3 separate regions of the Sus scrofa genome follow, and all the other regions are linked to region 1. Evidence: chromatin contacts called from public HiChIP or PLAC-seq and promoter capture Hi-C data. All regions are on one chromosome and are shown on one strand. The core of a region is the stretch at or near the end of the contact, and the rest is flanking DNA. Distances in the headings are between cores, read along the strand shown.

Evidence for each region. Promoter capture Hi-C pulls out the DNA fragments that hold promoters and counts their contacts. HiChIP or PLAC-seq counts read pairs in DNA pulled down with a chosen protein or histone mark.
Region 2: a promoter capture Hi-C map of liver shows a contact between it and region 1, with 5 times the contacts expected there. The contact joins the promoter of COPE here to the promoter of RFXANK in region 1. A contact is called at or near these places in 2 of 5 promoter capture datasets (fetal liver and liver) and 4 of 47 Hi-C or Micro-C datasets (heart right ventricle and liver).
Region 3: an H3K27ac HiChIP or PLAC-seq map of alveolar macrophages shows a contact between it and region 1. The contact joins the promoter of SUGP2 here to the promoter of RFXANK in region 1. A contact is called at or near these places in 11 of 47 Hi-C or Micro-C datasets (embryonic fibroblasts, epiblast stem cells, fetal heart ventricle and 6 more) and 1 of 2 datasets of contacts at active chromatin or transcription factors (alveolar macrophages).

Annotation. Positions count from the first base shown.
Region 1 is chr2:58,681,918-58,686,656 of Sscrofa11.1, reverse strand. It overlaps RFXANK (regulatory factor X associated ankyrin containing protein), which reads left to right and starts at 2,878. Exons shown (of 9, transcript NM_001243347.1): 1 at 2,878-3,088; 2 at 3,604-3,798. The coding sequence starts at 3,612. BORCS8 (BLOC-1-related complex subunit 8) reads right to left here and starts at 2,149. Exons shown (of 7, transcript XR_300545.3): 1 at 2,052-2,149.
Region 2 is chr2:58,928,310-58,933,048 of Sscrofa11.1, reverse strand. It overlaps COPE (coatomer subunit epsilon), which reads right to left and starts at 2,120. Exons shown (of 10, transcript XM_003123536.4): 1 at 1,911-2,120. The coding sequence starts at 2,036. It overlaps DDX49 (probable ATP-dependent RNA helicase DDX49), which reads left to right and starts at 2,339. Exons shown (of 13, transcript XM_003123539.4): 1 at 2,339-2,504; 2 at 3,367-3,490; 3 at 4,077-4,162; 4 at 4,251-4,372. The coding sequence starts at 2,390.
Region 3 is chr2:58,825,708-58,830,446 of Sscrofa11.1, reverse strand. SUGP2 (SURP and G-patch domain-containing protein 2) reads right to left here and starts at 2,438. Exons shown (of 11, transcript XM_021083458.1): 1 at 2,166-2,438; 2 at 311-442. The coding sequence starts at 431. ARMC6 (armadillo repeat containing 6) reads left to right here and starts at 2,038. Exons shown (of 8, transcript NM_001243929.1): 1 at 2,038-2,339.

The DNA of each region.
Region 1 (4,739 bases), core at 1,629-4,128:
CTAGATGCCCAAATTCAGCTCCTGCCTGGTCTCCCTGCTTCCCTCCTGCCAATAATCCAATCCTCACAAAAAAATGGAATGAGCTCCTAATAAACATATTAGGTATGTCCTTCCCTGTTAGAAACACTCCAATGACTGGAGTTGCTGTCGTGGTGCAGTGGTTAACGAATCCAACTAGGAACCATGAGGTTGTGGGTTTGATCCCTGGCCTCGTTCAGTGGGTTAAGGATCCAGTGTTGCCCAGAGCTGTGGTGTAGGCTGCAGATGCATCTCGGATCTGGTGTTGCTGTGGCTCTGGCATAGGCCAGCAGCTACCGCTCCTATTAGACCCCTAGCCTGGGAACCTCCATATGCTGCAGATGGGGCCCTCAAAAGACAAAAAGACAAAAAAAAGGAAAAGAAACACTTTGATGACTCCCACAAGCCAGAAAAATAAATCTGCCTTCTTTAACATGGCCCAGAAGACCCTGTATGTACTGCTTCCTGTTGCCCTGCCCTGCCCTCTGGCCCTTAGCCCTAGGCACAGGGGCCTCTTGTCTGGTCCTCGGCACTCTCAGCACTGTCCAAAAGAACTTTCCGAGATGATGGAAAGATTATACAGTCTATACTGCCCAAGGTGGTAGCCACTAGTCACATAAATCCACTGAGCACTTGAAATGTGACTGATGTGACTCAGAAACCAAACGTTTAATTTTAGGAGCTCCCGCTGTGGTACAATGGGATAAGCAGCATATTGGGAGCCCTGGGACATGGGTTCGATCCCCGGCACGGCACAGTGGGTTAAGGATCTCGTGTTGCCGCAGCTGCAGCTTAGTTTGTGGTTTGGCTCAGATCTGACCCCTGGCCTGGGAGCTCCATATGCTTCAGGGTGGCAAACAAACAAACAAAAAAAAAACCTTTAAATTTTACCTAATTTTAATTAATTTAAATACACATAAATACCTAGTCACTCCTGTATTGCAGCACAGATCTGAACACTGCCACCTCAGCATTTTGTACCTGTTGTTCCTGCCACTGCCACTGCCACTGCCCCCACTCCCACACATACCCCTCATTTCTCTTCAACCCTCATGTCTCAGCTCAAATGTCACTTTCTGGCCAAAGCCTTCCCTGGTCACCAAGATTAATCAGATATCCCTTCAATCTCCTTCTCAACCTTTGTTTATTTCCCTTGTACTTAAAATTCTCGTTCTTTATTAGGTTACGTCCATACCTAAAACTTGATTTGTGAGGGCAGGAGTTTCTCTGAGCCTCGGTTTCCTCACCTGTAAAAATGGAATGATAACAGTTCCTACCTCAAGGTTTGCTACACAGATGGATATCATGCTATTGCTCAGGCAGTGAAGCTGCTGAAGGAGAGAAACCATGTGTGTCTGGGAGTCGAGGGAGGTTGTGCATGGGTCTGTCCAGTTTGTGAGGGTCCAGTTTGCTGCTGTGTCCTGACTGGGGCAGAGCCCAGACTGCCACCTCCAAACTGTGTGTCCTCTTAGGCCTCATTTTGAAAATTAGCACAGTAGAAAAAGCTTACACCTCACAGTGCTGTTATGAAGGATGTGGAATGAAATGTATTTGTGACTTATAAACAATTAATTTAATAAGTAATAATGTACATGATGAAGTAACATAGATACTAATACGTTAAAAATAGCTTGTAGCATTTTGTAATTTCTAACTATGTGACTTACAAATAGTTTATAAGTCAATGTAAACATAAACGAATGTGTAAGTACAAAGGAAACAATATACGCAGCAAATGCCACGCCCCAAACGTTCTTGCAATGCTTTACAAATAATCAGGTTACTTAATTCTCGCAACAATTTTATGGGAGGAAGGAGGAGGACTATTATACTCCCCATTCCACAGATGAGAAAATCGAGACACAGACTTCCCAAAGGTTTTCAAAACTACTCAGCGGCCGAGCCGGGATTCCGTGGCAGTTTAATCACTGACCCCAAACTCTCCTTCCATGCCTTGGCCCCCTCCTGTCCCCAGTCAGGTCGCCCTTTCGCGAGTTCCTAACCCTTCCACCCCGCCTGGGCCCCCGCACCACCTTTCTTCCCCTTGAGCTGCATCTCTGGTTCCTCCATAGCGGCCTCGGCCCTATTCGGAGGGCCGGAACCGGAAGTTTGGAGGTGGGGATAACTGCCTAAACCTTCCCTACGAAACAGGGCGCCTCACATCAGTTCCAGTACTAATTGGCCTACTCTGTTCAACCTTTCCTCTGCCCTGACAGGAAAGGGGCCCTGAGTGAGGGACTCGGGGAAAAAGGGAGGTGGGTGTTCAGAGGGCGGAGATTCCCTGAACTTCCAGGAGGGACACCCCGTCGGAGGGAGGGGCGAGTGCTCCCTCGCTCACGGAACTCTTTTCCCGAGGCAGACAATTTGGGGGAACACCCTACACGTTGCCCAGTTCGGGTCATATAAACTCCCTTCTTATATCCCCCCTGCTGCCACCAAATTCCTGCACATGCTCCTGAGCCCTCAGGACCGCAGAGGGGACACTGTTATGGCGTGGGGGGAAGGGAGGCAGTGGCGTCGTCCCTTTAAATCCTGGACGCCCTGCCTACTTCCATCCGGCTCTCCTACAGTAGAAAGCTAGTTTGTGCGAAGGCGGAGCCTATAGGTTGCAGCTAGAAAAACCTGCGGGCGGAGTTGGCGGTGAGGGAAGACAAGGGCAGGGAACTCTGGGGTGCTCTTCGAGGCCCCGCCCATCCCTCACGACCCTTCTGGGCTCCCTCCGGAGCCTCGGGGACGAGCATGCGCAGGCGCAATTGCACGGCTCTTGCCCCAGTGGAAGCAACGCCTCTCCCCCAATCCTTAAAGGGCCAGAAGCAGCTATATCGCTCCAGCTCTTCCGCACTTTTGGGGGGCGGGGTGCGCAGGCGCAGTGGGGGGAACGCTAGGGTGGGGGTAGCGGTCGCGTATCAAGTTGCTCTCTGTCCCGGCAGAAGAAGCCAAGGCGCAGAGGGTCCAGGCTCCATCTTGCTCCCTCCTACATCGGTTGGAAGAGAAAAGTTTGTGAATTGGACCCCCAAGTTTGGGGGAACTCGAGCTTGCGACGTAGGGTAACAGAGGAGGCTCGTGGGAGGTGAGTGGACCCCCTAGATCGGTTTAGGAGGGGCAGGTGGGATGCAAACAATCACATCTTTGTTGAACCCTCACTCATTCCGGGAATTTACCCCACCCCCACTCCCAAAAAAAACATAGCGAACGTTTATTAGGCTCTGCCTGTGTATCAGGTATCCTGCTCCGATATTTACAGACATGATTTTTTTTTTTTAGATCTTATTTCCCTATTTTATTAATGAAGAAACTGAGGCTGAGAAAAGTTAAGTCATGTGCCCAAGTTTTCACAGCCTAAAAGTGGAGGGACTCAAACCCAGGTAGCTGACCCCAGAGTCAGGGCTTTTAAGTCACGCAGGTTCCATGTGATCTGGTGGTGGGGAGTAGTGGGCCTGAGAAGCAGTTGGACTCTGGTTTTAATTTCCTGGCTGAGTCCAAGTTGACTTAACCTCACTGTGCAAGCCTGTGTATGCAGTCAGTGCCTACTTAATGAGTTGTTGATAATTATTGCCATCTTTACCTGTTGGACCCTTCCACCAGCTTCCCCCATGGAGCCCACCCACCCTGCAGAGGATCTCAGCCTGACCCAGCAGGCTTCCACCCCAGAATTTGGGGACCCAGAAGACCCCAGGGATGAGGCCCCTGACAGTTCAGACACTGTGGTCCTCAGTCTTTTCCCCTGCACCCCAGAGCCTGGGATTGCTGAACCAGATGCTGGCACCTCCTCACCTCAGGGTAGGATACCTCCCCTGTGCTCCTGCTTGTGGGATGCAAGAACGGTGGAATGTTGGGCTCAAGATGGGACCTCTGTCTTTCTGACCCATCACCTAGGACATGTCTTGTCTCTCTACCCAGTGAGGGATTGTTAATTTATTTTTTGTTTTTGTTTTGCGGGGGAGGATTGGTCTTTTTTAGGGCCACACCCATGGCATATGGAAGTTCCCAGGTTAGGGGTTGAATCAGAGCTGCAGCTGCCGGCCTATGCCACAGCCACAGCAGTGCCAGATTTGAGTGGCGTCTGTGACCTACACCACAGCTCACGGCAATGCTGGATCCTTAACCCACTGAGTGAGGCCAGGGATCGAACCCACATCCTCATGGACACTACTCAGGATTATTACTGTTTAGCCACAACAGGGACTTCTTTTTTTTTTAATTGTGGTAAAATCCACATAACATAAAAGTTAACATTTTCGGAGTTCCCATCGTGGTACAGCAGAAACAAATCCAATTAGGAAGGGTGAGGTTGCAGGTTAGATCCCTGGCCTTGCTCAGTGGGTTAAGGATCCAGCATTGCCATGAGCTGTAGTATAGGTCGCAGATGTGGCTCGGATCTGGCGTAGCTGTGGCTCTGTCATAGGCTGGCAGCAACAGCTCCTATTCGACCCCCAGCCTGGGAACTTCCATATGCAGTGCAGCTGTGGCCTTAAAAAGACCAAAAAAAAAGTTATCATTTTAATCAGAATTGCTTACAATGGTACATTCACAACTGTGTGTAACCTCTACCTCTATGTAGTTCTAGAACATCTCTGTCACCCCAAAAGGAAACCCCAGACCCGTTAGCATCACTCCCTATCCCCTTCCTCCAGCCCTCAGGAACCAAAATCTGCTTTCTGTCTCTATGGATTTGCCCATTCTGGACATTTCCTATAAAACATGTAGCCTTTCCTGTCTGG
Region 2 (4,739 bases), core at 871-3,370, 250 kb before region 1:
CAGACCAATACTTTGATGTTAGCCTGGCGAGAACCTTGCTGAACTTCTGACCTACAGAAGCTGTGAGATAATAAATGTGTGCTCTTTTAAGCCATTGTTTGTGCTAATTTGTCACAGCGGCAATGGAAAGCGAACATGATTGTACACACGTTATTTCAGCAAATCCTAACCTTCCTGAAATCTGTTTGGAGTTCTACCCCCATTACATAGATAATGCTCAGGGACATGAGGTTCCCTGCAAATGGCCAGAAGGGAAAACAAGCTTTCTCTACTTCAGAATCCAATTTCCTCCGAAGGCTCTGCGTGCCTCTCTGAAGACATCTGCCACTCCCCTGCTTGGTGCTTCGATGGCCTCCCACAATGGCCTCCAAACATGTTTGGAATAAAACCCAAACCCCTGCTGCTGCCGCCCCCTAAGGCTCTGTCCACCTCATTCTTTGTCTCTCCCGCTGTACTTGCCCCACTTCTGCTATACCAGCCTCCTAGGCCTTGATCACCTGGAACTCACTCCTGCCTCGGCCACCTCTGCAGCAACTTATGGGGTTAGATCCTTCCCCAAGGTTCAGTCTCAGGTTCAAATGACAGAGAGATCTGGCCTGATCTGACCACTCTCATGCAAAGCAGTTCCCACCCCCATCTCTAATTTTTTTTCAATTTTATTTTATAGCTGCGCCACGGCATATGGAAGTTCCTGGGCCAGGGACTGAATCTGAGCCATGGCAGTGACCCAAGCCCCTGCAGCTGGATTCTTAACCCACTGTGCCACAGTGGGAACTCCCCCCACCCCCATTTCTGACTCAGTACTCTCATCTCCTCTCACCCCCATAGGGCTCAAGTTGTAATTAAGCTTTCTCTCTTCAGAACACTAAACCCTGGAGTTCCCATCGTGGCTCAGTGGTTAACGATTCCAACTAGGAACCATGAGGTTGCGGGTTCGATCTCTGGCTTTGTTCAGTGGGTTAGGGATCCAGCGTTGCTGTGAGCTTCGGTGTAGGTCGAAGACGAGGCTTAGATCCCGAGTTGCTGTGGCTGTGGTGTAAGCTGGCGGCTACAGCTCTGATTAGACCCCTAGCTTGGGAACCTCCATATGTCGCAGGTGCAGCCCTTAAAAAAAAAAAAAAAAATTCTCCAATGGCTCACTCTCAAAGTAACTGTAATATCCGTGACCCTTCCCCAAAAGTACTGCCTAAGGTCCTTTCTGCTCCCTCTCCTGTCACCCGCTCACTGCCTGGGCCCTGGACTCTATTTTTCAGCCCTCAAACAGCCAAGCCCCCTCACCACTCCCCATCACACCATCTCCTGACATCTTGTTTATTAACTTGTTAATTCTCTGTCTCCCTTGGGAGCTGAGGTTTCCAAGAGAGCTGGGAGTTTTGTCTATTTTGTACTGCTTTGAGCCCAGCACGAGCACTCTGCCTGGCTTATACAGATACTCCATGAGGAGTGAACGAATGGGCATGTTTGGAGAGAAATAATCTGGTTAATGGGACAGGGTGACATTGCGAAAAGCCTCGGAGTTCTCACCTGGACAATGAGGATAAACAACGTCCCTACTTCACAGGTATTGAGGGTATGGCGGCACAGTGTGGGCGCTGAACCAACAAGAATTACTGTTACTATTATCATTACTATAGCGTAATAACCTCGCCATTGTTATTACCATAGCGGTAAGAAACCCCTCTTTTACTCAAACGCCTCCCAGGCTAAGAGCGCTCAAAGTGAGAAGTATCATAAACTGCTGCTGCTTTGGGTTTTGTCATGGGACAGGGATAATTCCTTATCGCGCTCTAAAGAGGTGTGAGAGGAAAAACGGGACGAGGAAAGAAAGGGTTTTAAAATCAGAGCACGACCCGTGGCCAACAGGAAGCGTATTCCGCCCCCGCCTCCGCCCCTAGCATCCCCTAGCCCACCTTCACCCGCTGAGCCTCGTTGATGCACTGTTGGTAGCTGCCAATGTAGAAGGCATTCTTTACGTCGAACAACTCATCTACTTCCCCGGAGCCGCCGGAGGCCGGGCCGGGTGCCGGTGGCGCCATGTCGCTGTGTTCTTACCCCTTCCTCTTCCTGAGGACACGTCGGCCGGAAGCACAGAGCCACCGCAGAGCCTCCGGGAAATGTAGTTTACTCGGCTCCCTGGAAATGAGCTTAAAGAGGAGTTAAAGGGGCGGGAGACGCACGTGCGTTCACAGGGCATCTCGGGAATTGTAGTTGTATTCGAGTCTGCGGGCTCGGGGAAAACATGGTAAGGATATAATGAGCCTAGGAATGGCAGTAAACTGCAGAGGGTGGAGCCGCGCAAAAGGTAGATCCAATAAACGCGAAGGCTTCCCTGACGTCATCGACAAGCGCCGGAAGCACGGCTCACAGGGGTGCCGGGCTGACTGAGAGGATGGCTGGCTTTGCTGAGCTCGGGCTGTCATCGTGGCTGGTGGAACAATGTCGGCAGCTGGGTTTGAAGCAGCCCACGCCCGTGCAGCTCGGCTGCATCCCCGCCATCCTGGAGGGTGAGTGTACCTAGGCCTCTTCTACAGGAGGTTTCCCCGCTCCTGTCGCCTTACTTTGCCTTCTCGCCCCTTTTGCCCACACCGGTACCGTGGGTCGAGGGGCAGCTTTGGGGCCTCACGGGCGAGCCTGGTTTCTCGGAGTCGACTACTCAGTGTTGGCGTTTAGGCTGTACGATTGACTCGCCGTGTTTCCGCACACAAGTGGTGTAATTTCTGAAGCTCTCATAGATAGCCTCAGAGCGCTGGGATGATTTGATGAGTGACTGGTAGATAACACTGGGAAAATTCGGTAGTTTGTATTACTATCTCCATTTCATAGATGGAAACTGAGGTTGTCGGTATTACCGGTACCGACAACTGGTAAACCTAGGTAAATTTAGGACTCTAGTCTGTAGACTGCTTTTCTCCTCACTCCTCTGGCTTTTTAGGAAGCCTCAGATGGACAAATTGAGAGATTAAATAAAGCTGAAGGCATCATTTGGGAGCATAGGATGCAGATTTTGGAGAACATTCTGGGTTTCCCAAGCTTCTATCCCTGGGAAGGAGTCAAAATGAGGTAGTGATTAGTAGCAGACATCTCAGGTCAGATGCATGTGGGTTCTAGTCCAGCTTGTACTCACTGGCAGTGTGTCCTGGGCAAAGCTTTGAGATCTGTTCTCCCTTCTGTTAAGTGGGAATGGTAATGGCCTCTTCCTCCTAAAATTTGTCAGTTGCTAAAACAGTAAGTTATCAGAATCCTGAAACAGAAAGAGCACACGCCAGTATTGAGCATACAGTAACTGCTTATTAGACCTTAGCTGTTATACACTGGGCCCAGTGGAACATCTGTTATACCTCTGATGCTGCTTTGCCCTCTGTCCAGGTCGGGACTGCCTCGGCTGTGCCAAGACAGGCAGCGGCAAGACAGCAGCGTTTGTCCTGCCCATCTTGCAGAAGCTGTCTGAAGATCCCTATGGTATCTTCTGCCTCGTCCTGACACCCACAAGGTGAGCTTCTGGCCCCCAATAGGCCTCTTGGGGGAGCTAACCAGCTGTGTTCTCTTGGGCAAGCGCACTTTGCATTTGTGCAAAATGGGGACAGAGATTAAGCCCATGTCTTAGGGGTACTGAAGAATTAAACAAGATGATATGTGGAAAGTGCTGAGCATGAGGCTTGATTTAGGGCAAGCAGGAAGATCAGGAAGTAGGGACATGGGCAGAAAAGAGGCCTGGGCGGAGCTGGAGCTGGGGGCAGAGAGGAGGGGACCTGGACACTGACCAGCCCTTGAGGAGGGGGTACTGACACTTGGGTCTCAGGCTTTGAAGACTGTGGTGTCATTGCTGAGGACATGGGAAGAGACAGGGCCAGTTTGAGTGGGACTGGCAGGTGACGAGCCATGAGCTGTTCTGGGACCTGGTTAGAGGGCAGGGGCACAATGAGCCTCCAACACTCAGTATCAGAACCTTTGTGCTAAGGGGACTGGGGGCTGTGGAAGGTGTGTGAACAGGAGAGGGCCAGTCAGGAGGTGGAATAGGAATGAGAGGCAGGCACAAAACCCCTATCTGACCCATCCTGGCCCCTTCACACCCACAGGGAGCTGGCCTACCAGATTGCAGAGCAGTTCCGGGTCCTGGGGAAGCCTCTGGGCTTGAAAGACTGCATCATCGTTGGTGGCATGGGTATGAGAGGCCCAGGGAGGCTCTGGGCATGGAAACCCTGAGGCTTCAGACTATCCTCCCAGCCCCACCTCTTGCCCTCCACCCACAGACATGGTGGCACAGGCCCTGGAGCTGTCCAGAAAACCACACGTGGTCATTGCCACACCAGGGCGCCTTGCTGACCACCTCCGCAGCTCCAACACCTTCAGCATAAAGAAGATCCGCTTCCTGGTGAGTTGGCCTGGGGTACTGATTCATCATTCATTTGTGAAATGCGTGTCTGCAAGCCATCCAGTACCACGTTAGGGATGGTGACAAGGACAGCTCAGGGGAGTGGAAACAAATCCGATTAGGAACCATGAGGTTGTGGGTTCAATCCCTGGCCTCGCTCAGTGGGTTAACGATCCGGCATTGCCATGAGCTGTGGTGTAGGTCGCAGATGTGGTGCGGATCTTGCATTGCTGTGGCTAAGGCGTAGGCCGGCAGCTGTAATTCTGATTAGACGCTTAGCCTGGGAATCTCTGTATGCAGCAGGAGTGGCCCTTAAAAAAAAGGCAAAAAAAAAAAAAAGACAGTTCAGAGACCAACAAGAGGGGGC
Region 3 (4,739 bases), core at 1,189-3,688, 140 kb before region 1:
AAAAAAAAAAAAAAAAAGAAGTTCAAACCTGGGTAGCAGGGTAGCTATGGTGGGTACAGAGCCAGAAGATTGATTTAAGGACCCTCTTTAGTTGGGGGCCAGTGCCCGGAGAGAAGAAGCTCCAAATAATAACAATACTTCCTTCTACATAATGAATTGGCAAGTGGACCAGGAAAAAATTTTATCTTCTCTTAACAAATACGAAGGCAGGCTCTTTTGCATTTTGCCCAAAGCATTGAAATCCTCTTGCTCTGACCCTAAACACAGGCCCCATCCCCTCCAGCCCCTCAAAATAAGCAGTTCAGTTTACCTTGAGCTTTAAACTGAAGAGCTTCACCTACAGCCTCACCACTGGGGTCCATATGATATCGTTTAGCCTTTTCCTGCAATACAGCATCAAAAGTCTCCTGTGCAATTCTCCTTGTTGCCATGTTTCTCTGACCTGCAGTAAGAAGGGGAAAAAAGACACTAGGAGTGACAACTAATGCTCACAGAGCCTGCTCTATTTTACCTAATCCTCAAAGTAAAAGGCAATAATCCATAATCTGACATGGTATTTCAAAGGGAGGCTGGATTATTTTAAGAAGAGCTCTGCCCTCATGAACCTCAGAGGTGTGTGTTAGCTGAGAAGGAGCAAGACAAGCATGTTGATCTCGGACAATTTATTTTGCTTCTCTAAGCTCATTTCCTCAGAATCCCTTAAAAGCAGCTCTATAAAAGCAGTCCTGTCTCCTGGGGTTACTGAAGGACTGCACGAAGCAATACATAAAACTGAACACAACAGTGTAGGGGAGCAGGGACAAACCTAACCTTGCAAATGGTGGTTAGGGAAGATGTGATATTTCCCATTTCTGTTTTCCCATTTCACAGACAGAGCAAAGAAACTCTGAGAGCAGACTTCCCCTCTGACAGAGAATTCTCAGTGAGTGAGTGGAGAAGTCCCTGACCAGTGACAATGACCTACTGACAGAGCTTACTCTGTGCCAGGTCCTGCTGCAGGGGAGGGAATCCCACAAGCCCATTTACTTCTCACACCAACCCAGGAAAGAAGTGGGTCCTATTATGAATAAAATTATACAAAAATGCAAAAGGGAAATTCAGACTCAGTGACCCATGCAAGGTCAGGTAGCCCAGACTGGAACCTGGCACACAGGGCCCTGGTGGTGGGGACAAAGCCCTAAAGGCTGAGTAGAAAAAGACTGAAAAACAAAACAGGGGAATCCAGTAGCAATGTCCTTTACCACCAAGATATCCCTTCCATCTTGAAATCTCCAACCTCAAAACCCAAACTTGTTTCTGCCTTATACTCATTTCTTATAATCATCACCTCCTTTTCCCATCCTTCAGCCCTTTTTCTGAGGCACCCCTTGCTCTGTGCTATCGAAGGGGAGGGTCTCCCGGCCAGGTGGCCCGGGATCAATTCAAGTGACCTAACCTTTCTGAGCCTCCACTTCCCCACCTATAGAATGGGCAGCTCATGATGAGGAGTTGCTGTGGGGATGGAATCGGTTAAAAAAAAAAAAAAAAGCAAACAGCCGAATTCAGCGACCCGCCGCCGTTACTGTCCCACTAGAGGGGCTGTTCCAGGCTCAGGCTGAATGAATGAACGAACGAATAAACCCCTTCGGGAGCGGCCCGCCTCCTCTCAGCCTCCGAAGATGAAGAAAAGGGGGCGTCAGGCCCGGGAGGCCGCAGACCGCCCCCCAGGCTGACGCGGCCGCCGCGCAGCCCAAGGGCCGAGCCCGCTGCGCCATCGCGGGGACCCAGGGTTCCCGGTGTTGCGCCCAAGCCCCACCACCCCGGGGTCCACCCGCAGACGACGCCCGGGCCCGGGCCTCACCCCGAGCCCACCGCGCGCGGAGCCGCCCCCGCCACCGCCTCAGGCTCCTCACCCGCCGCCGCCACCGCGCGAGGCGGGGACATGCAAATGAGCCAACGGTCTCCGCAGCGCCGCGCCGCGCAGGCGCAGGCCGCCACCGAGCCGGGATGCACGGACGCAGGCAGCGGTCGCCAAACCCTTCTGCGCAGGCGCACTGCCTGGTCTTCGGGGCGGATACTCCCGAGGCAAAAAAATTTGTCTGCCGGCGGCGGCGGTAACGGGAAGCAGGCCGGAAAAGGTGGCAGAGACGCCGCTGCCTCACACCTGTTGGCTCTCTTGGCCTTACCTGTACCCGCGATCACCCTTGGTCACCCAGGGAGCGGTTCTCCAGGCTGAGAGGGGCCGAGGCGAGGCGGCGCCAGCGCGCCTGCGCGCGTACGGCGGCCGAAAGGGACCAGCGGCGCTGCAGCTGGTGACAGCCGCGAACCCCACCCTTTTCCCACGTGGCCGGGAAGACCGGGTGAGAAGTGGCGACTGCCGAGCCCCCTCGCGCGCAAGGCAGGGAGTGGACGCCGTGGGGTCGGACTAGTGACCGTGGCGCGGCCTTCAAGGACTTGGTTTTGGGTAATGAAAGACTGTTACGGAAGCCGCCAGGAGACAAAATTACCCACTTCCTTGCTTTTCGCTTTCTTTTCATTTATTCATTCTTTCAGCACCTGTATATGTACTGAGTGACTGTTGCATGTCCGTCCCCATGCTAGGCTGGTGGGGGTGGGGGGATGGAGGAAGGTGTTTAACAAAAGGAGCTCCAGCTCTCATGCAGTTAAATTTCATTGGGGGAGGAGGCTAGACAGCAAAAGCAAATAAATAAATGAACTATTTCGCTCCATGTTGAGATAATGTTAAAATTATAAAAGAGTGATGTGATGGGAGAGCGGGGGATGCTTTGACCAGAGTGATTATGAAGGCTGTCCCTTGGATAGCTGGGAAGAATGAGAAAGAAGCAGGGAAGCACAGGTGAGAAGGTCCCGGTAGGAAAAGTGCTGGTAAGGAGACTGGCTTTGGTTTTGGTTTTGGTTTTGGCTGCACCCATGGCATGCGGGACTTCCTGGGCCGGGGATAGAACTCCCGCTGCCACAGCAGTGCCCCAAGCCATAGCAATGACAACATGGGATCCTTAACTGCTAGGCCACCAGGGAACTCATGGGTCTTGTTCTCAAAGGTTGGAAAGCCACTGCAGAATTTTGAATAGGTGAGTGAGGTGGTCCCTGAGCTTTCAAGTCTCTCTCTGGCTGCCTTGTGGAGAGTAGAGGCTCTGGGTATGGCAGGGAGAAAGCAGGTGAGGCCACCTGAACCAGGGTGGGTGTGGCAGGTGAAGGGAGAGGAATCATGCAGAGTCCTTGGCTCATCAGGACAGTTTTTTTGATAAGCAGAACTGTGGCTTTAAAAGGGAAGCTGGCTGTCAGTTGGGAGCCTTGATGACTCCCTTCCCCCTAACATGCCTTGGATGCAGTACCAGAGCTGGTAATGCTTTGTCTCTCCTCTTCTGGCTGAGGCTATTCCCCAGGTGGCTCCCAGGTGACCATTCCCAGGCACCATCTTTCTCATAAGCTCCAGATCTATACTTTCTTTCCTTTCTGTCTGTCTGTCTGTCTGTCTGTCTGTCTTTCTGTCTTTCTGTCTTTCTTTCTTTTTTTTTTTTTTTTTTTTGTCTTTTCTAGGGCCGCTCCTGTGGCATATGGAGGTTCCCAGGCTAGGGGTCTAATTGGAGCTGTAGCCACTGGCCTATGCCAGAGCCACAGAAACGTGGAATCTGAGCCACATCTTCGACCTACACCACAGCTCACGGCAACACCGGATCCTTAACCCACTGAACGAGGCCAGGGATCAAACCCGCAACCTCATGGTTCCTAGTTGGATTCGTTAGCCACTGAGCCACAATGGGAACTCCAAGATCTGAACTTTCAGTCTGGCTCCCAGCGCTGGGCTGGATCTAGGGGACCCTGAAGGTCTGGCCTAAGGGCTGGTCCCAGAGCCAAACACTGACCCCTGCAGCTCAGGGCTCTTAAGTCTGGACAGAGGGAAGTTCTTGGGGCAGAAGGAGCCAAAAGTACACCGGCTTTGTCTGAGTGGTCAGGGAAGGTTCCCAGGAAGAGGCAGTCTAGGAGGACTGGTGGGAGCTCTGCAGAGGACCCAGGTGGAGGGAAGGTGTTAACGAGACAGGAAAGGGTGATAGGGTCCTATCCAAGCCTCTTACTGCCTGTGGACCTGCAGCAGGTTCTTCCTTTCTCTGAACTTCAGATTCTTCATCCTTAAAGTAGACGCAGTGATGTTCCCTTTAGGGCTGTGCTTCTGTGATGGAAAGGCCACTCACCATTGGCGCATTTGGTCTGAAGCATGGCCAGGGTGATGAAAGCAATGTCTGATGGCTGAGCCAGGAGCAGGGTCCCTCTAGCAGCACTCAGCCCAGAAGTTCCCACCCCTCAAAGCTGACCAGGAACTCTCCACTACCAACAGTCCAGGTTCCCCACGAGAAACTTTTTATCTTTTTTGTATGTGTGTGGCCCCACCCACAGCAAGTGAAAGTTCCCAGACCAGGAGTTCCCGTCATGGCGCAGTGGTTAACGAATCCGACTAGGAACCATGAGGTTGCGGGTTCGGTCCCTGGCCTTGCTCAGTGGGTTAACGATCCTGCGCTTCCGTGAGCTGTGGTGTAGGTTGCAGATGCGGCTCGGATCCAGCGTTGCTGTGGCTCTGGCGTAGGCTGGTGGCTACAGCTCCGATTAGACCCCTAGCCTGGGAACCTCCATATGCCGCGGGAGCGGCCCAAGAAATAGCAAAAAGACAAAAAAAAAAAAAGAAAGAAAAAAAAAGAAAGTTTCCGGACCAGGGATGGGACTGCACCACAGAAACAACCTGA